2 separate regions of the Triticum aestivum genome follow, and region 2 is linked to region 1. Evidence: chromatin contacts called from public Hi-C data. All regions are on one chromosome and are shown on one strand. Each heading gives the region's core, a stretch centred on a gene start, on an enhancer-like site or on the middle of the called end of the contact. The rest is flanking DNA. Distances are from core to core; before and after follow the strand shown. Region 1 holds the start of LOC123103880 (probable CCR4-associated factor 1 homolog 7). Region 2 holds the start of LOC123103883 (endoribonuclease Dicer homolog 4).

The links. Hi-C and Micro-C count contacts between places; a contact is called where the count stands out from the background.
Region 2: a Hi-C map of leaf shows a contact between it and region 1, with 2.9 times the contacts expected there. The contact joins the promoter of LOC123103883 here to the promoter of LOC123103880 in region 1. A contact is called at or near these places in 3 of 5 Hi-C or Micro-C datasets (all in leaf).

Annotation. Positions count from the first base shown.
Region 1 is chr5A:441,882,725-441,888,211 of IWGSC CS RefSeq v2.1, forward strand. It overlaps LOC123103880 (probable CCR4-associated factor 1 homolog 7), which reads right to left and starts at 2,113. Exons shown (of 1, transcript XM_044525573.1): 1 at 983-2,113. The coding sequence starts at 1,927. The coding sequence ends at 1,088.
Region 2 is chr5A:442,453,199-442,458,499 of IWGSC CS RefSeq v2.1, forward strand. LOC123103883 (endoribonuclease Dicer homolog 4) reads right to left here and starts at 2,806. Exons shown (of 6, transcript XM_044525579.1): 1 at 2,662-2,806. It also overlaps the pseudogene LOC123103885.

The DNA of each region.
Region 1 (5,487 bases), core at 863-3,362:
GAACTTCAGTAACCATAATGAAAGAGGTCGCTTTCAAAAAAAGCTTTTACAAAAGATGCCCTTGCCTTCAGAAAAGTCAAAATAAAAAGCAACAGTTCATTTATATAACCATAATTAGAGAGGTCGCTCTCAAAACTACCAAGTGTATGACTGAACGAGAGAGGATAACAAAGAAGAGGATGGATTGATGGGTGTGACCAGACTACCAGAGAGGGTAGGATCTGAAATCATCCTCTGATCCTCAGACAGACTACTGACCTGGTCCTGGTACATAAGTACATGATGTTGAGACTTGGGATCAATTCTAGGGAAAGTTTCTTGACTTATTTCGGTATGATTGCTCTTCTTTACATAATAGACAGTCCTTGCTAAATGCTAATTATGAAGCTAAACAGAATCCTGACAATGTATATGAACAACAGCTGAGCTTATCCTGGTCTATGACACAGAGTCTGAGCTCATGACTGGGGGAAAAAACTTTGGTCATCTCCCCTCTTCACAAAATACAGTCCTTGGTAATTTCGATACCAAAAAGAACCCAATTGGTACGGAAGCATGGACCTATGTAATACTACGATAACTTGAACCAACTAGTGATAGAATTGGAGTCCTTGACTGCCATGGTTAGCCCATGAAGAGGGGTAGGTGATTCCTCAAACGGAACACAGAACAGTAAGCAATCAACACTATATACTCCCTCCGTCCCACAATATAAGATTGTTTTTCAAGCTATGTTTGCTTGAAAAACGATCTTATAGTGTGGGATGGAGGGAGTACATGACAAAAGAAGTGTTCTTTTTGCTATCAAGTGTGTAACTCTAGAGGACGTGTGAAGAATCAGCATAGGTGGACTTTAACCAGTATCTAGAGGGTGTTTCATCATTCCATCAACTTCAGCACGCAAAATCAAACAACAAAAACGCAGTCATCTAACCTAAACAAACTCACTGAGGAGTATCACAATTGAGGGAAAAGTGGTACCTTTTTCGGTGTCAAGCAAGAGGATATAATCAGGCATCACACATTCACCAGACAGGTTTCTCCTTTCTCTCATAAATAGTTCATCATTTATTTAACTATCCATTACTCAGTGAACAGAGGTGGTTTCCCCGCCCTCTGTGCCTAGACCATACAACACACCAGCATATTTCTCAGTTAATCCGCCGAAGTATGACTCCTTGAGCTTGTTGAAGGAGAGCGCGGTGAGCAGAGAATCGGAGCCCGCCTGATGGCAGATCCCGACCCGCTCGACGTCGAGCAGCTCAGCGAGCTTGTTCAGCCCGCCGTGGAGGCTATTGCAGAATCTCATCAGGTGTTTGATGTCGTAGATCACGGGGAAGTAAATCCTGATGAGGTCGAAGAATCCGGAGCTGGTGTCCGGCAGGTTGGAGCCCGTGAGCAGCTTGAGCAAGTAGCCGAAGTCGTAGCCGCTGTGGAAGGTGACCCAGTGGATCTCGGCGTTGAGGACGACGCCGGAGGACATGAGCAGCTCGGCGAAGCGGCGCGAGTCGGCCCCCTCGGCGGCGTGGCGGGCGAAGTCGATCCCGCTGCGGCGCAGCAGGTCGATGGAGTCCGCGGCGGCGACGTCGGTGCGCGGGTCGAAGCCCCGGAAGTTGAACTGCCAGACGCAGGGGCGGCCGTCCGGGCCGAGGGCGGGGAGGCCGCCGCGCTCGTCGGAGAAGGTGAGGCCGAGCTGGATGAGCTTGAGCATGTCGACGTTGGCCTTGAGCGTGGCGTAGTTGAAGTCGGCGTTGGACTTGAAGGTGCCGAGCGGGCGGCAGACGACGCCGGGGAACTCGGTGTCCATGGCGACGTAGGGGTAGTCGTCGACGATCTCCCGGATCACGGCGAACTCGGCCTCGAGGTTCTCCGCCCACACCTCGCGGATCTCCACCCCGTCGGGCTTCTCTACGGTCGGCGTCGCCATCGGGTGCCGGGCATCAAAGATTCGAACTTCTCCTCCCCTCTCCTTCCTGGAAGCCTCGGAGCTGGGTGGCGCGGCGGAGCGGGAGGCGGCGGGGCCCACGGGCGAGCGGCGAGGGGCGGCGGGGCTCCCGTGGGCGGGGAGGTGGGGGCGGGGCGGGAGGAGGAGATCCAGGGGAGGGGAGGGGGGAGGAGCGTGGGATTGGGGATTCGGGGGAAGAAGAGGGGAGGGGGGAACGCGACGCGAATGGGGAAAGTGGGTGACGTGCGCCGCCCGGGTCGGATTGGTGCCACGTGGCGGGGCCCGCAAATAGTGGGTCCCGTGGCATGATTGCCGGCCGACAGGGGCGCCTTCCTGGGTGGCTGCCCGGTGGGGCTCGCGGGCCCAAATTTTGTGTGGAGGTGAGGACGGCACGTCAGGTCAGGACTGGATTGGAAGAACCAGCAAGGAAAACAAGGGCAAGCGTGGATGAACAATTTGGTTTTGTTTTGCCTCTTCGGCTCTTCCAGTCAGGAGGGTTTTCTTTGACTTGGGTTTGGTCAATGCAAGTCTTCATTTTTCTACGCTTTTCTTTAGTCTTCTTCTTTTTCTTCACATGAAAAATATCCGTGGTTTGCAACGAAGATATTGACATGGGAGTAAAAATAGGCTAGACTTAGAAAAGAATAAAAATAGACTGTCGCGGTGAAAAGATACACTACGGTAATGAAACCCGACTCTTGTGAAAAAAAAGATCCTATGGCACTAAAAACGGACCGCCGCTGCGGAGAAGTACAACCATGGCAATGAAACATGTTTCTCATGGAAGAAAAATATGCCATGCTAGCAAAAATGCAACGCCACGAGACACACAAAAAAATAGCTCTAGGTAATTTAGTTTCCATGTCAATCATCAACTATCATGAAAGTAAGAGTAAGATATATTGTATTGAACCAGGATATTAAACCAAAGTCAAAGGTGCGGGTTCACACATCACAGCATTTTGCACCAAATAGTGATATTGGTCTATCATCCTTGTAAAGTCATCTCAAACGGCTAACCGCAAATTTTCTCTCGCATCCGTCCGCGGACAGGGATAGACGAGTCCGCGGACACAGATGCGGGATGACAACATCCAATGCTAGCCGCATGCATTGGACATTCCTCATTTTTTTCAAGTCTACACGATCAAATAGCCGCATGCAAAGGGTACACACGTACAAATAGTCGCATGCAACACTAGTTCAAATTTTAAAAAGTTTAAATATTACATCCCAACATTGTTGTCCCCTTTAACCGTCCGTTGATGGTCAACCAGATCTTCCTTCAGCTGCTCGTGAGTTGGCTGATGCCAAATTTGTTGATGCATTTGAATAGACTCTTCAAATGTGGTTGTATTCTGGTTCAGAAGTTGGATAGGATCACCCATGTTCTCAAATTCCAGAGCTGCGGGAACATCATCACCCTCATCCTCGACGATCATGTTGTGCATGATCACACAACATGTCATCACCACTCACAAGGTTTTCAAATACCGTTGTTTAGCAGGTCCACAAACAACTGCAAAACGGCCCTGTAGAACTTCAAATGCCCTCTCAACATCCTTTCTAGTTGCTTCTTGTCTTTGGGCAAAGTGGATCTTTTTCTGGCCAACTGGGTTTGAGCCTATGTCCCTAGTGAGCCTCTACTTGACTAGCTCGTTGATCAAAGATGATTAAGGTTTTCTAACCATGGACATGACCCATCCGTTAACTTAGCATATTGATCGTTCAGTTTTATTGCTATTGCTTTCTTCATGTCATATACATATTCCTTTGACTATGAGATTATGCAACTCCCGGACACCGGAGAAATACCTTGTGTGTTATCAAACGTCACAACATAACTGGATGATTATAAAGATGCTCTACAGGTATCTCCAAAGGTGTTTGTTGGGTTGGCATAGATCAAGATTAGGATTTGTCACTCCGAGTATTGGTGAGGTATCTATGGGCCCTCTCGGTAATACACGTCATAAGAAGCCTTGCAAGCAATGTGACAAATGAGTTAGTTGCGGGATGATGTATGCCGCCGAAGTATCCAAACTAAAGCGGAGGCTGGAGCAGGCCGATGAAGAGCTCATCCGCACCAACAAACGATTGGAGGAGAAGCAAGGTATGTGATACCTATTCACATCTGAAATGATATTATCTTGCTGAGTTTTGTAATTATTCTTACAGTTGACACGTCTGAGGTCAAGACCCTCAAGAATGGGCTAGCCGAAGCCAAGAAGGAGGTGGATGAGGAATGAGCCACCCGCCAAAAGCATGAATCAAGGGTAGAGGAAGTTCAACAAGAGCTCCGGGATGCCATAAGTGAATGTGAGTCCTTGGAGCGCAAGAGTACGGATCAAGATGTCAAACTTGCTAAGGCCCTCCAAAGTGCGTAGGAGCCCTGGGTTGAAGCCCAAGGCGCCTGCCGGGAGATTCAAGAGGCCAAGAAGATCGCGGCGGATAAGGCCTTTAATATGCAGAGCAAATTTGTGAGGAGAAGGTACCTCTTACTGACCCGGGTTTGGAGTTCTCCACGAGCGTTTGCGGATCTGCCCTGGAGTATTGCTGATGCCGCGGAGTTCTTCCGAGCCGAAGAGGGGAGCTCGACGGAGAAGCTGTTCTAGTCGCAGTACCTTGCGCCAGAGCATCTGGTGCCCCTCAGCGATCAGCTGAAACAGTTGACCGAACTGCATAGGGTGGCCGGATTAGCTATGAGGGATATTATAATCTGTCTCTGGCCCGCGGAGCCCATACTTGGCAGCTACTTCGGGCTCGTGAAGCGGCTAGTCAGTGCCTGCCCCCGGTTGGATGCCATAAAGCGGTCGGTCTGTATCAAAGGTGCCCGGATGGCCTTCGCCCGTGTCAAGGTACAGTGGGCGGAGATGAACGTCGTCAAGCTGGCAACTGGGGAACCGCCCGCAAGCAAGGAGCACCGCACGCTGGAGCGATATTTTGATGAAGTCTTGGAAGGTTCCCGCACTGTAGAGGGCCAGTGTTCGAAGGACATTATTTTCGAATGAATGTATCTGTGTTGCCCGAACTTTGTATTATGAAACAAGGCTTATGTATAATATGTTGCTTGTTTTACCTCTAATTATTTTCCTCCTGTGCGGCCGTTTACGGTATCTGATAGTTGGCCAGCCGTCGGCTTCAGCCCCCACGTGGGTAGCACGGGGGTGTTCAGAATAGCACCTGGACACACTTGGCCCAACTGCTTGGTCCTTGAAGAAGGTGTTAGTGCGGCGAACCAGGCAATCAGACTATGTGGCTTTATCGCTCACTTAGCCATAGGAGTTTGACAATGAGATTGTAGGCGCAGCTCCTGGTATTATTAGATTATCCGAACTTGGGTGCTATAGATGCCTGCCTGGGTGGAGACCAGTCCCTCGCATAATGCGGAAAAAATTGTGAGAGATTTATACTTAGTCACCGAATAGCTGACCAGCTCTCACCACATCATGAAAGTCAGTTTTCGGCTTTCTCTACTAAGGTGTTTATTCAGATGAACCGGAAACACAATTGCAGTAGTTCTCCCTTTACTACCATAGACG
Region 2 (5,301 bases), core at 1,556-4,055, 570 kb after region 1:
CTTGAACATTGTACCGTAAACTGAGTAGAAGAAGAGCATTTATCAACTGATAATTTTACCCAAAAAATCTGCTCTATTATGGACATTAATTACGATAAACTAGATCGAATCTGAAAGATTGCGATCCAATCAGGGATATCGCGTTGTGAAGCTTCGATCGAGAGCTACATGAGCGAGAGGAATCAGGGCTCCACCTGAGGGAGCGGCAGGGAATACCGGAATAGAGGACGGAGACCGGGATCGATTGGAATTGAGCACGAGCTGCGCGTGCGGTGGGAGGAGAGAAACTAAACCTAGGGCTATGCAACTCGAATTCCCATGGGGCCATAGTCCACTATATATACACATACATGTGAGGGAAATATGCAGAAAGCCCCTTATACAACAGGGAAAATACAAAGACTATACATGGCCACAAATATAACTTTGGAGAATTAGGTAATGCACATTAACTAACAACTGGTCCAGATATATGGCTCCAGAAAGCATATACCACAAGTGAGCATGACGCTGTATAAAAGACAGGATCCATTGTGTGGCACCTAAGCCAACCCTACGGAAATTTTGGCGAAGATGGCATGTTATGTTGGGAAAGTTCTATGAGGATCTTTCACAAAATCAAACAGCGAAAATAGAAGACAAAGTTTTAAGGTGTTAAGAGTAAGGTGTTAAGACAGTGATAATTGCAGAAATACAGTTAGGCGTTCATGATCTGTATGGAACAAACCATTACAAGCTTTTTGTTGAACAAAGATGTAAAAGGTAGTCTGGGAAATGGGCACCAACCTCGCCATTCTTATGTGCTTGTAAATACATACCATAAAAGTTATCACACTACGAGTCGCCAATGTTACTTGGTTCAAGCAGCCTCTAGAACAAATTCTAACTATGACAATCTGTCACGCAATTATTAGTCTGCAATCTTGAACACCCCTCCTAGTCTAAAGACCGTCAATCTTCCAGATCATTATTTCAAGTCAATCAAGGGCACTACACTACACTTTTCCCCTAAGAAAAAGAAGATGGCTTATTCCAATCTGACTCGCTAACACTAACGCTGCACTGGAGCAGATACTGAACTATCAACCGTGGCATGTACAAGATCAGAAACTGTTGTGCAAACACAACGCAGAAAGTGGATGATTGTTCTGGAGTCTCAAGTGAGCGCTTACCCGCAACGAAATGTAGGACCGCGCGATGCTCCCGGAGGCCGCAAGCGTGCGGGAGGGGGGCGTCGGGTTGGGAACCGCGTTTGGGGCCGGGGCCGGTCTCGGGGACGCCGGCCGCAGGGCACCGGATCGAAGCTCGCGCGAGTTGGAGAGGGAGAATATTTAGTTCTCTTTGGGGCTGCAGCCTAGATCTCGCTGGGGAGAGGAGATGGGGCGGCCGGCCGGTGGCATTCATCCAAATCCGCCAGGGAGCCCTTGGCCGTGCGCCTCTAGGATCACAGGAGGGGGAGGTTCGCGGCGGCGGCGGAGGAGAGGAGGCGCCGGAGCTTGGGGCAGCCGCGGGAGCATGGGCGGGCCGCCATGGGAGGGTTTAAGGGGACGAGCGGCGAGGAAGAAGACAAGGGCAAAAGGAAAAAAGATCGAATAATGGAAAGGCTAACTTTTTTTTTTGAGGGAATGGCAAAAGGCTGACGAAAAGGCAAAGCGCTCTGTCCCCCACAGGCCCGCAGCCGAAAGATTCCGAGTTCTGGGCCAGTGGAACTGGGTAAACCTGGCCCAACAATAACAGCCCATGAGACTAGTGTTAAGTGTTAATGCCGAGCGGCCCGTCACAGGAAGCAAAAGCACTGGGGTGGTGGCTGATCGGCGACGGGAGGGAATGGCGACGGAGTTGGACTCCGGTGGCGGCTCGAAGAGGCGGCGGACGGGCGAGGGAGGGGAGCGAGCGCATCCAGGCGCGGGGGCGGCGGCGGAGGACCGTATTTCGTCGCTGCCGGAGGCGCTGCGGCTGCACATCCTCGGCCTCCTCCCGTTCAAATCCGCCGTTCGCACGGGCGCGCTCTCCACCGGGTGGCGCGCGCTCTGGGCGCACCGCTGGCCGGCGCCCTCATCGCTCGACCTCCGACTCAAGACCCACGCGCCCCCGGCGCCGATCCTCGAGTCCCTGGAGCGGCGCGGCCGGCGGCGCCTCGACCGGCTCTCCCTGACGTTCCAGATCGGCAAGGGGGACCTCGAGCCCGACGGCGTCCACCGGATCCTGGACTACGCCGCCGACCTCCACGTGGACTTCGCCCACCGGGCCCTGGGCTTCATTTTCAAGCTCCGCCTCCCGCGGGGCGACGCCCACCTCACGCGCCTCACCGTCGGCGGCATCCGCGTCGGCCTCTCCAAGCCCTTCTGCGCCCGCTCCCACACCTTCTCCGTCCTCGAGGTCATCTACCTCGACGGCGTCACGCTCTCCGACCACACCGTCGAGAACCTGGTCGCCGCGTGCCCCCTCCTCCGCACCCTCGACCTGCGCTACTGCGACGGCCTCGATTTCGTCAACCTCGAGGCCGCCGGGCCGCACCTGAGGAGCCTCACCGTCGCGGAGTGCGGAGGGGTGAGAGACATTTGTACCATGGAGGCGCCCAGCCTTCGCTCCTTCCGCTACAGCGGCTCCTACATCCGCGCCCTGACAATCCCTGCCACCTGCGCGCTCGCCGACCTTTACCTATGCTTCGGCGGACCTGCCGGTCGCCTCCGGCCTCTCGGCACCCCACTCTGTTTCGATTTTGCTTGGCCTGCAGGGGTGCCAAGAAATTGGCTTCAGGCACTCACCAACCTCTCAAGCCTCACCGTGCTTACCCTCTGCAGCAGTGCCCTGCGGGTTCGTTGCTTACTGCATTCCATTCCATTCCATCGATTTAATTGCATTACTCAGCTACTCATTGGTCATAGACTTCTTTGCAGAGAGTGTCTGCCAAGGCTCGTGAGAGATCACTAACCAAAAGTGGTGCCGCGTCGTGCAAATTGAGGAATTTGAGAGAGCTGCAGCTGCTGATGTTTGCAATGTACAACAGCAGCCTGGATGACATTTACGTTTTCATGGTGGCCTGCTGCCCCCCTCTTTTAGAGAGGCTGTTTGTGCAGGTGAAGATACTAGAGTGCAAGATGACCTTGGTTGCTAAACAGATTGCACTATGGCCATTAGGGATGCATTTATTTAATACACATTGTACGACATGGATTTTTAGGACATGGTTCCACGCGAGGATCATATCTGGACCATTAGTTTTGCCTTTAAGATCTGTGATTAATATAGCATTTAATAAATACGAGATATATACATCATGGATATACAACAGATACCAAAATGAATACATTATAGTGGGCCAGGACACTTTAGTGCTAACAAATGTGTCGCAGGCAACTCTGTCACATTTCCACCTACCACTCTCAGTCTCATGCGTCTCTCTTTCCCGTGGTCGTCACATGTAAACTGTACTGATGTGTTCGTGAGCGTGTGGCTGATTCATTATGAGACGTTTAAGGAAACAAAACAGTAACAGAAGCAGCTAACCATCATACATTATGTGCGAACTATTACATTTGGCAACAATTAAGATAAACGGGAGGTAGCTGGTATATTTCATGCGACATATTATGTTTAGTACGAGCAACTTAATTAGTGCACTACAACTTAAAATGGATTAGTATATTTTTTTATTACTTCTCTAGCCTAGCTAGGATCCTCGGACAGAACAACATCTCCAAATCGTCAGTACTACTCCCATTCTCAATGGTTTACTCTCACACATGGCAGCTCGAGATTAGGAATTTTGCTAAAGAAACACAATACAGCTGCATTCAGATCTTCCATATCTGTGTGCTAGAGGTGCTAGAGGAGCTGGTGAACTGCTGTGAGACACTGAGCCATTGGTAGAATGGAGACTTCCCCTTTCATGCATGGAACGAGAGACAGAGAGAGAGAGAGAGAGAGAGAGTCTACATCTCCATTTTGTTTCTAAAAGAAGCTCCACAAATAGTATAAAATGTTTTTAGTAACTTTAAGATGATAAGTTCAGTTGGGAATAACTGATTTTTTGTTTGGTAATCTTCATACTACAAATACCAAAACACTTATTATAATAAACAAATTATACCGCATGGTACATGGAAAAAACATTCCGCACAATAGTACAATTTCAGGTTTAGTAATCTTCATAAACAAGTAAAGTGACAAAGTGGTAGTGTGAAATTTTTGCGTGGCCATACAAATTCTGGAGCTACAACGACTAGATGCTGAAAGTCAAGGATGCGTGAGGGTTGGCAGCTCGCTGGTTTAATGCGTGAGGGTTGGCAGCTCGCTGGTTTAATGCGTGAGGGCTCGGTTCAATGCCCCTCCCCTGCCTTGCATGCCATTTACTGTGCAAAATACACGGCAACACCGAGTGGTTATACGAGTGGTTAAAATCCTTATACGGCTCACGCGTATTCAAACTGCACGAATCACGCGAGGACATGCGGTGTGGATACCAGACGCGCGTGGCCGCATGTCCACTCGCGATTATTCGCACATTGTATTGTATACTTTCTCTTGCTGTGCTTTACTTCTTCCTAATGCTTACTATGCTCTGTTGCAGCTTCCAACAAATAGTCACTATTATAGACTGGGCTCAGAACCATCAGAATCAGAGGAAGAGCTACTAGAGGAAAATGGGCCAGTGGAGGAGCTGCGGGGAGAAGAGGCACCTGAGGAAAATGGGCCAGAGGAAGAGCTACCAGAAGAGGAAGATGAGCTTCAGGAGGAGCTACTAGAGGGAGAGCTGGCAGAAGAGGAAGATGAGCTTCAAGACAAGCTGCCAGAGGGAGAGCTATCAGAAGAGGAAGATGAGCTTCAAGACGAGCTGCCAGAGGGAGAGCTATCAGAAGAGGAAGATGAGCTTCAAGACGAGCTGCCAGAGGGAGAGCTATCAGAAGAGGAAGATGAGCTTCGAGACGAGCTGCCAGAGGGAGAGGCGTCGGAGGAAAATCAGTCAGAGGAAGACTGGTCAGATGAAGAGCTATCTGATGGAGGGCAATCAGAGGAAGAGCCAGTAGAGGGTTGCCTTGAGAACCTTAAGTTGCTCAAGATGACGAATTTCAAGGGGGGTGACAATGAGATGAGGCTACTAAGATTTGTGTTGAGGAACTCTACTAGTCTCAACCAACTGCTGCTATTTACATCGAAGAGTGATCGACCAGAGTGGCTCCAGAAGGATTATCTGGATACATCCGATATTCTTGAAACAAAAATATTGCCTCTCCAAAAAGCCCTACCAAATTGCCAGATAATTCTCGGTGAGTCTGATGGTGATGCAATTCAGGCATT